2 separate regions of the Sus scrofa genome follow, and region 1 is linked to region 2. A link is a contact called in public Hi-C data. All regions are on one chromosome and are shown on one strand. Each heading gives the region's core, a stretch centred on a gene start, on an enhancer-like site or on the middle of the called end of the contact. The rest is flanking DNA. Distances are from core to core; before and after follow the strand shown.

The links. Hi-C and Micro-C count contacts between places; a contact is called where the count stands out from the background.
Region 1: a Hi-C map of epiblast stem cells shows a contact between it and region 2, with 6 times the contacts expected there. The contact joins the promoter of IRX4 here to the promoter of IRX1 in region 2. A contact is called at or near these places in 2 of 47 Hi-C or Micro-C datasets (embryonic fibroblasts and epiblast stem cells).

Annotation. Positions count from the first base shown.
Region 1 is chr16:78,937,058-78,941,940 of Sscrofa11.1, forward strand. IRX4 (iroquois-class homeodomain protein IRX-4) reads left to right here and starts at 2,976. Exons shown (of 5, transcript XM_003134165.4): 1 at 2,976-3,357; 2 at 3,842-4,093; 3 at 4,743-4,855. The coding sequence starts at 3,313.
Region 2 is chr16:77,699,177-77,703,761 of Sscrofa11.1, forward strand. It overlaps IRX1 (iroquois-class homeodomain protein IRX-1), which reads right to left and starts at 1,913. Exons shown (of 5, transcript XM_021076840.1): 1 at 1,586-1,913. The coding sequence starts at 1,861.

The DNA.
Region 1 (4,883 bases), core at 1,726-4,225, 1.2 Mb after region 2:
GAAGCCTGCGGGGAGCGCAGGGAAGTCGGGACCGGCCTCTCCCCTGAGGCCCTCCACGGTTCCAGGGCCGACCTCACCCCCAGGCAAAAGGCAGATCTGCAGGCCTCTAACATTGGGGGCCCACTGTCCTCAGGCTGTGCTCCTTCAGAACTCTGCAGGTCGGTGGGGGTTCCTCACAGAAGCCCAGCCTCTGCCCTGGCCCTGGGGAGCAGAGTGCTTTCTGGTGGGTCCTGCCCACAGGTGTGTTTAGAACCGGGGTCCCTCAAGGGCCGCTGTTCAGGAAGCCAATCTGTGCAGGCAGCTCAGCTGCTGCGGCCTGAGTTCCTGACACCCTCGTGGGTCTCTTCCTGGAGGGAACACGTGCCTGGCTGGGCCTGATAGTTAGACCCTAGTGCCTGCCGGACAAGGAGAGCCCAGCAAGTTCCCAGGTTCGGGAGAGGGGTCGGCCAAGGCACAGGTCGTCCACAGGGGGCAGGGTGTCCCAGCTTGCTACAGCAGCCCCAAGCTTCCCCAAACAGGGTGGGTGGCTGGGCCGGCTGCTCACCGGGCAGCGTGGGCCTGGGGTGAGCAGGAAATGAATGCACAGCGGCCTGGCAAAGTGCAGCGGGTGAGCGGGATTTCGGGATCTGGGAAGGAGCCGGCCCTTGAGAACCCGGCGGGCAGGCGGGCAGGCAGGCAGGCGGGCGGGTGGGCGGACGGGCGGGGACAGGCAGGCTACTCCGACTTCAGGCTAGAGAGGAAAGCAGGAGAGCGTAGCAGCGGTGGTCACAGGAGCCCCTGAAACCCCTCCCCCAGAGGCCTCCTCGGCCAGTTGTGCCCACCCCTCTCTGAGGGTGAGCCTGTCCGCTCAGAAGATGAATGGTTGCGTGTCCAGGGGTGCCATTCCCTGAGCGCTGCCGGCTGAGTCTCCAGGGAAGGAAATGGAAGGAAATGCAGGCCTGGGCCAGTCGAGCGCTTCCAGCCAGCCGTAGCCCCAGGCGCTGGCCGCTGGGACCTGGGGCGGTGGCTTCCTCCTTGGCTGAGCGCTCACAATCACTGGGGCCACAGCCCCTGGAAGGAGTGAGGACAGGATGCTGAATCCGCCGACGACCTGCGGCGGAGATTGCGGCTCCCTGAGCCCTCCGCCACCCGGGGCTCGGGCGCCTCCCTCCCCTCTGGCCTCATTGTGGGAGAGAGTGAGTTGTTTGTAAACAATAAATGATGGGAAGTAGGAGGACGTTGAGCTGGAGCCGCCGCCGAAGAAGCCGGGAAACTGGAAGGAGAGGGGAGGCGGGAGCGTGGGGGAGGGGACGCGCAGAGGCGGCCGGGGAGAGAGATTGAGAGATTCATTTCTGCCCGCGAAGCCCCGGTGGCTAGTTTCTGATTATTTACAGGAAGGTGATATTAGCAATTCAGGTGAGAAAGAAAGAAACACGGCCGCCACGAAATCAATACAGAATTCAAAAACAATTATTAACGTCATTTGACTCGTGTTCTTTATATATCTCTCCCGGCTACAGACGCTAAACTGTCTGAATAATTTGCATGGAGCGGCTATTCATTATTTCCGATGATTTTCCTTTGCAAGCAGCTCGGACGTGGCCGGCTGCGGTCCAACGCGATCGGAGAACTCGTATTTTCATCTGTAAATTAAAGCAATTACGCAGCAGATATTATATGATGGTACCGTGGTCTCCAGATAGTCATCAATCACCTTCAACCGAGCTGTCAGAGCCGGCAGATTTCGTTTCTGGGAGGCAGCTTTGCAGCTGGGAGAGGGCGAGAACGTCACCATTAATTAGAGGGTGACCCCGGGGCGATTCGCAGGTCTGAACCCAGGATTCTCTCCCAGCAAGTCTGCACAGCGCCGCCGTGCACGGCTCCCTCCCCGCCGCCGAGCGAGCGGGAGGCCCGGCCGGGCCAGAGCAGCCGGGGCGAGCCCGGGCCCCCGCAGGGCGGGCGGCGCAAAAGGCGGGGAGCGGGCTCGGGGTGGCCCCGGCGCCGCCCTACCGCCTGCGCGCCAGCCTCCGCTGTGCCCTCGGGCACGGTCCCAGGGCCGGGACTGGCTGCGGAGGGCTGGGGCGGGCCCTCGACCGCTCCCCAGACCGCTCCCCGCGCCCTGGGCTGGGAAGGGCGTCCCGGCCCAGCGCCTCCTCCGCGGGTTCCCAGCCCTGAAGGTCGCCGGGAGGAGGCGCGCGGCGGGAGGGGCCCCGAGCGGAGTCGGGAAGCCCGCCGGTCCCAGCGCGCTGGCCTGTCCGGCAGTCCCCGCTTTAGCCGCGAGGGGCAGGGGGAGCCGAGGGAGGGCGGCCCGCGGAGGCGGATGGGGGAGCCCAGCGAGGGCCGGGGCGCCGGGCTGGAACTCGCAGACGCGGCGGCCGAGAGAGGCCAGGCCTGCGGTTCCCCTGAGCCCTGGGGCGCTGGGCCCAGGGGAAGGCCCAGGCCCCCACTCTCAGGGCGCTCTGACCCCCACATGCGGACGCGCTGGCGGCCGCTCCATGGCCGGCGGAGGGCTCGAACTGGCTGGAGGCCTTGCGGCTCCGGTTAAACAATAGCCGGGCCCGCGCCGCCTTCGGCCGCCGCGCCGGCCGGCGGAGCTGCCTGCCTTCCCGCTGGCGGGGCGCGCGGAGAGCGGAAGCCTGGCCCGGGCGCCCGCGCGGGGCTCATTTGAACTGTTGATCACATCTGCAGCGAAGACTCACTCGTGTCCCCCTCATACGTCTCATTTGTAATTGAGACTAATGATTACAGTGGGGCGGGAAGGAGCAGCTGCTCATTAATTAATTTCTAATTAAAAGTGCCTCCCGTCCTCGGTGACGAAGGAGAAGCACCGTTCGTCGGGGCGGTATTGACTCCCCGGATGAAATCCATTTGTTCCAGCCGCGCGCCCTCCGCCCCGGGCGGCGCGGCCCGCCTGTCCCCGCCCCGCCCGGCCGCGGCCGCGGCCGAGTGACCCACGCGTCTGCGGCCCGGCCGGCTGCGCGGCGTGGGGCTGACGTCAGAGCCTCCGCCGCTTAAAGCCGCGCACCGCTGACTTGACGGATTCGCGCGTCTCCTTTTTCTTTTCTTTTTGGCAAAATATGTATTTGTGTCCCTGCTTCGAGGCCGGGCGGTCCCAGAGCCCCCTCCAAGCTCCGGCGCGCGAAGCTAAAGCCGAGCCTCACTTTCCTACTCAGTTAGAAAAGTTCGCGGAGCAGGCGGCCGAAATAACCTGCTCTTCTGCTTCGCCCTCCCAGCGCCTAGAAGCCGGTGGCCCCGGAGCAGTGGCCGCGGCCCGCCGGGCCCCTCGCGCAGGACCCCGCCGGCCCTGCCTGCCGGCCCCGGGCCGCGCCCGCCATGTCCTACCCGCAGTTTGGGTACCCCTACTCCTCCGCACCCCAGGTAAGAGGGCCCCGCGGGGCCGCTGGAAAGCCGTCCAGCAGCCCGCAGTCGCTTCCCAGCGCCCAGGCCCCGTGCCACGCACCCCTCGCGCCCCACCCCGGGGAGGGCAGAGGCGCTGAGGCAATCCGACGGGCAGGGCCAACCTTTCCCGTTATGTTTGTCCTCCACCCCCTACGGGCTCTGTCTGAGGCTACGCCCCGGGGAGCCCCCGCGGGACCAAGGGAGATGTGGCACAGGAGGACGCGCTCCCTGCGCGGCCTTGGAAACCTCCCGGGAGGGTGTGACCACTCCGGACCAGGACGGGCTGGGCCCCACGTGGCCAGGGGAGGCCAGGCGCAAAAGCTCGCCGCGGAAAGGAATGCGCGGCCCGCCGTGGATGGCGGTAGCTCCGGGGGCCTGGGGTGCGCGCTCCCGCTCCCGGCGGCGCGCGGGCGGACGGAGGCCCGGCTCCCGCCCTTCCTCGCGGCTCCTCTCTCTCCCGCAGTTCTTGATGACCACCAACTCCCTGAGCACGTGCTGCGAATCGGGGGCCCGCACGCTGGCCGACTCGGGGACGGCTGCCTCGGCCCAGGCGCCCGTCTACTGCCCGGTCTACGAGAGCCGGCTGCTGGCCACCGCGCGCCACGAGCTCAACTCAGCCGCGGCGCTGGGCGTCTACGGGAGCCCCTATGGCAGCTCGCAGGGCTACAGCAACTACGTGACCTACGGATCCGAGGCGTCTGCCTTCTACTCGCTGGTAAGGGAGGGAGCGGATCACAAACGCCTCCCTGCCACGCCAGGCCCCCAACCTCGGTGCGCCAAACTCGCTTTCCCCGAACTCTGGAGGCAAGGGGCGAGTCCCGGATCCCGGGCTTTGGGGACTGGAGAAGCAGGCCTTGGCTCCCTCGGACTCAGCACCTCTGAGCCTGGTCCTTCAGACTCCACCAGGGCCAGGGTTGGGTGTCCTGGTAGGAGGGATTTGTTTTCTGCTCTCTGCTAAGTTCTGGTCGGATGCCCGGTTCTGTGGGAGCTCACACGGGCCTCCCCCCACCCCACTAGCTTCCCTCCCCCTCACGCCTCCGGGCCTCCCCCTTCCTCTCCTCCTCCTGGCACCTCCCCACTTCTCCCCTTCTGTCCCCTTCCCTGTCCCTCCTCCGCTGCCCCCCAGTCCGTCCGTCCGTCCCTCCCTCCCTCCCTCAACATTCTCCCATCGCTCATTCCCCAGATGGCCCCTAACTGCTCCTCCTCCTCCTCACTCCTAGTCTTGGGGCTCCTTAGCTGGGGGAGGCGGGATGGGGGCTGGCCCAGGAGTCTGCCGCAAGCAAGCAGGAGCTGGGTCCTAGGGAAGGGGCTGGCGTTGGGTCGCTTCCAGGAAGCTGTGACCCCAGGCTCACCGGCTCCCACAGAACAGCTTCGACTCCAAGGACGCCCCTGGGTCTGCGCATGCGGGCCTCGCTCCGGCTGCCGCCGCCGCCTACTACCCCTACGAGCCAGCGCTGGGCCAGTACCCCTACGACAGGTGAGGGACCCTGGCCCCTCTCACTGCC
Region 2 (4,585 bases), core at 663-3,162:
TCCCAAATGGCACACATCTGTATTCAGAATTTCTGGAAAAAAGTCTAATCCTCCATATAAAATTTGTCGAGTTGTTGTGTTAGCAGAGAGGGACCCAGGACTCTGAGAAAGTTGCAAAAAGCACAAGATTTCTTTGGCTCGTTAGCTGGGTGGTCGAGGCCACGGAGACAACGAGTTTCTGGCCAGATTTCGTTTTTGCCTGATTTTTGCAAAACAGACCTTGCGGATTTTCTAACCATTTCGGTTGTGACTGTAAGCAGGACACTTTTCGGCCTCCTCTCTGCTGGGAATTCTTTTTGAAAGGATACCTTGTAAATCTCTCATGGCTTCCCCTGCATCCCGCCGCCAGAACAAAATGGGAGCTGATCTCTTTCGATAGCAACCGGTCTGAAAGGCAGCTGGGGCCGCTTTCAGAGAAACAGGCTCTCCTTTCAAAACTATAAGAAAAGTTACAGGAAAACGCAGTGTCCGCTTCGCTCGCACACAGGAGTCGGGGACTTATTTCCTGTCTCTTCCTCGGGGAGTGGGAGACTCGGGGGGTGCCTGAAATTTGCATGATCCCGCTGGCAGCAGGGCAGGAGGGGGCTGCCTGCCCGACCTCCTCGACCGGCGCGCGGTTCCCAGCAGCCCAAAGTTGAAGCCGGACTTCGCAGTCAGACCTAGGAAAATGGATCCTCTGGAACGACAGACTGGCCAGCGGCCCCGCGGAGCATTAAATCTGCAAACCCCACTCCCATCTGACACCCACCGGGACAGGAGGCTAAGAGGACGGCATTTCTTTAAAGCCCAGGGCGCTGTTCTCTCTAATCCTCCATTATGTAACGCAGGAAGAAAAGTACTTTTCTCTCGGTGCAAATGAAAACTTTGGCAACTTAGCAAACTCAAAGGCAACATCCTTTCAGACGCCAAAAATGATTTCCACTTATTTTTTTGTTTGTTTGCTTAATTTCACATTTGCACTCAGGCCATTAAGAGCCCTCGGCCCCATCCCGTCTCCATTGTTCGGCTTATTTTGACCGACTCTGCGAGGCTCTACAGGGTTCCCTCTGGCAAACTCGGATACAACTGCAAGAGCCTCTGCCAAAGAGGGAGAAAATCGAGTCTCCCCGGCCCAGTCCCAGAGCCCCAAAGGTCGCGCGCTCCTGCGTGGGCCCGCGGCCCGGGAAGGGGCGTCCGGGTAAACCGGGCCGAGCCGCCGCGCTGGAACCCGGGCCGCGGACCCCGCCGCCGCCACCGAGCTGCCAGCCAGGGGCGACTTTGGCCCCGGCCCCCAGCGCGGGCCGCACACCCCGGGCCTGCTCCCGTGGCCTCCGGCCTCTCTCGGAGGACCCCCCCCCCGCGCGCCGCCCCCGCTGCGTGGCCCAGGCCTCTCACCTCCCCGCGGCCCCGGCCGATCGCGGGGCCGTTCCCGGCCGGCCTCGCCCCGCTCCTGCGGCCCCCGCCGCCTCGGACCCGCCGGCAGGGCCGCTGCGGCTCCCCGCCCGGGCCAGCTCCGCCCGCCCGCCCGCCCGCCGGCCCCTCCGCGCGCCGCGCCGCCCCGGCTACCGCGGCCCCGGGCGCCGCCGAGCAGGCCGGGCGCACTCACCATCTGCGAGAAGAGGCTGAGGTCGGCGGCGTAGGGCAGGAAGGCGCTGTAGTTGGGCGCGCCCGCGTACGGTCCGGCCGCCGCGTACATGCCCAGCACCGAGGTGACGGCGGCCGCGCCCGCGCCCGCGCCCAGCTCCGCCGCCCCGGGCCGGCCCGACGAGGCGGCGGCAGCGGCGGCGGCCGCCGCGGCCAGCACCCCCGGGCGCTCGCCGCCGTAGGCGCCGGGCCCCGCGGCGCTCAGGTACTGCGGGTAGCCCAGCTGCGGGAAGGACATGTCCGCGGACTCGGCGGCGGCGGCGGGCGACTCTTAAAGGGGCGGGGGTGGGGGGAGGCCGAGGCGGGGGGGGGGGGGGCGCGGCGGGGGGGAGGGGGCGGCCGGCCGGCCGGCCGGGCGCGCTCGGGCCGGCCCGGAGGCGGGGGCCGGTGGCTGCTTCTCGGCCCGGTGCTCGCTGGCGCCCGGCTCCCGGCTGCGCCCGGATCCGCGATCGCGCGCCGACTGCGGCGGCCGCCCTCCGCTCGGCGGCGGGGCTTTCAGACACAATTTGAAGTTGATGCTTTGATTGGCATCCCCTTGAGCGCTGGCCCCGCCCCCGGCTCCCCTCCGCCCCCTCCTCGCCTCCCGCCCGCCCTCGCCGGCCGCTCCCGCCCCTCCCGGCGAGCACGTGGTGCCCCGCGCCGGCCGGGCCATCTCCGCCCGCGGTGGCCGCTCGAGCGGCCGGGCTTAGAGTGCGGGCCCGGCGGCCGCGGGCTCCGTCCCGATCGGTCCCCACGGCTGTCTGACAGCCCGTCGACGCCGGCTTATAGCTGTCGGACACCGGGGTTTGCTGTTTCGCAGCGGAGGTGTGCCTGCGCTCTCACAAAAACACCTCGGCGCCGGCTCTTCTGCGCTGGGGACGGCGGGGAAGGGGCTGGCCCGAGCGCGGTGACAGCCGGCGGGGAGCGAGCGGCCTCTCCTCTGAGATCGGTGCTGCCTTGGCCTTCCGGGGACGTCTCTGGCAGAAGTGCCACGAAGCCGGCGTGGCGGGACACCTGACGCGGGCATGGCGTCCCTGGGACCCCCGCTAGGACCTCACAGGCCACCCGGCAGTGACGGTCCTCGCTGCACTTGGAGAAGGAGCACTGCGAGCTTTTCCAGCTGAAAACTTTAAGAAAGGGCAAGCCCAGCTGGGAAGCCCCTTGCCCGGGGAAAGCTGATGGCCGGTTCTTGGGCGTGAGGGGATCTTTTCTTTGCGGAGAAAGCATCGTTGCGGCGGGAGGGAAATAACCCGCCCCCACCCGGAGATGGGAGAAGGCTGCGTGTCCGGGACACCCCTCGCTTGTCCACTAGGTGTGCAAACACAGGAAGTAAACTTGGGTGGAGTGCGCCAGTTCCCAGCCGCGCCGCGACCAGGCCGGGGACAGGGCATCCCTCTTCTCGCTCCCTCTCCGCTCCTATCCTGTGCGGGAAGAGCCAACGGCCCGGCCGCGATGCGCGGGCTCTGGGAGGCTCCGGTCGCCCGAGGTCTGGCGGGGCTGGGGCGCAGACGCCGAGGGCACGGTCCTCCTCGCCTCCCCAAGCCCTGGACCGCTCGGCCGGGTTGCTTCTGAGCTGCGCTCGCTGGCTTGGTCCTGGAGACCGGCGAGGAACGCGCCCGCGGTACCTGCCTCGGCTCCCTGAGGTCACTTTGCGCGCCCCAGCTCCTAAGCGGCAACCAGAGGCAAGCAGGTACTCCCTGGTGCTGTGCTCCGGGCTCGCAGAAACCTACAAAAATGTCATCCACGGACGTGGGTGTCGGCCTTGGTTTGGGCCCATTTGGGACAACAGAACCGAAGCAGGTCCCCACGTGCTGCGCTGCCGGTGACCTGGGCCACCTGCTCCCTGGGCACCTACCCGAACACCATTCTCTGGTTCCCTCTCCAGGTGCCCCACCTTCTGGCCCAGGGACTCCTGCAGCCTCAGGAAGGATCCTGTTTCCCCATTGGGGGGCCTGAGGACATCCACAGAGCCACCGCCTGTAATTAGCAGCAATAAGGCCCATAATAGTAATTACTAATTACCAGCTGTGTAATCAGGCTTTATTTTCTGTGCTCAGAGTCGGGTTTTCTTCACGTTCATGCTGTCTCCCTTCTTCTCCACCTGCTACCCCACTAACCACCGCTCACTCCAGAAACTTCCTGCTGCTACCGCCTGGGCCCCTTTCCTACTTTGATAGCTGGGGGGAGGGGGGAGCAGAGGGAGGCATGCCTGCCTGGGGGGGGGGTCCCCTAACCACAGCTTCCTCCTGCTCCTGCCACCCACCGCCCTCTCCCCCACACCCAAAGCAAGCCAATGGGCCTATCCCACCACTGTCCAGCTTAGCAAACTCCAGTGTCACCTTTCAGGGTGACCTGTAAATACAGGTGAGATAAGCCCTCTTGTGCGACCTGGAGAGCCAGGTGGAATGCAAACCCAGAGAAACTGTGTGAAGATTCAGCCACACAGCTAAACATCCCTTTCCCACTCCCCACATGCACCAGCCCAGGCTGACGCCCATCAGGCTGTCGCCATCACAGCCTGGGAGGGAGAAGGAGTGAGACAAGATGAGGTGGCAGGCTTTGTCTGACCCTCAACCAGCCCAGCAATGCCAGCCTCCAGGCCTTGTCTGTATCATCTCCCTTCTGGTCAGGAAATGACTGTAGGTCCCCGAGGACACCTGCCGGGTGAGTGGGAAGCGCCCACCGGAAGTGGTGCCTGAGGATCCCCCAGGAGGCGATGGGGAGACTGGCTCTGGAAAGGCCTGTGGGCTTGTCCCCTGGGAGCCCTGGGAAGGCGCCTGGGGTGGAGGGCGGGATCTGGCTGGAGCCTGGCAGCCAGGCTCTTCCTTACTCTCTCTTGGCCTTTTCCCCAGAAACTTGCACAGGGAAAACTAGGAAGCAAGGCAGACAAACAGAAAAGAAAAAAGAAAGAAACAAAAGAGAAAAGAAGAAATCTGCTTCCAAATCATCCTACTGGAGATGGGGAGGGCAGAGCAGGGTCCAG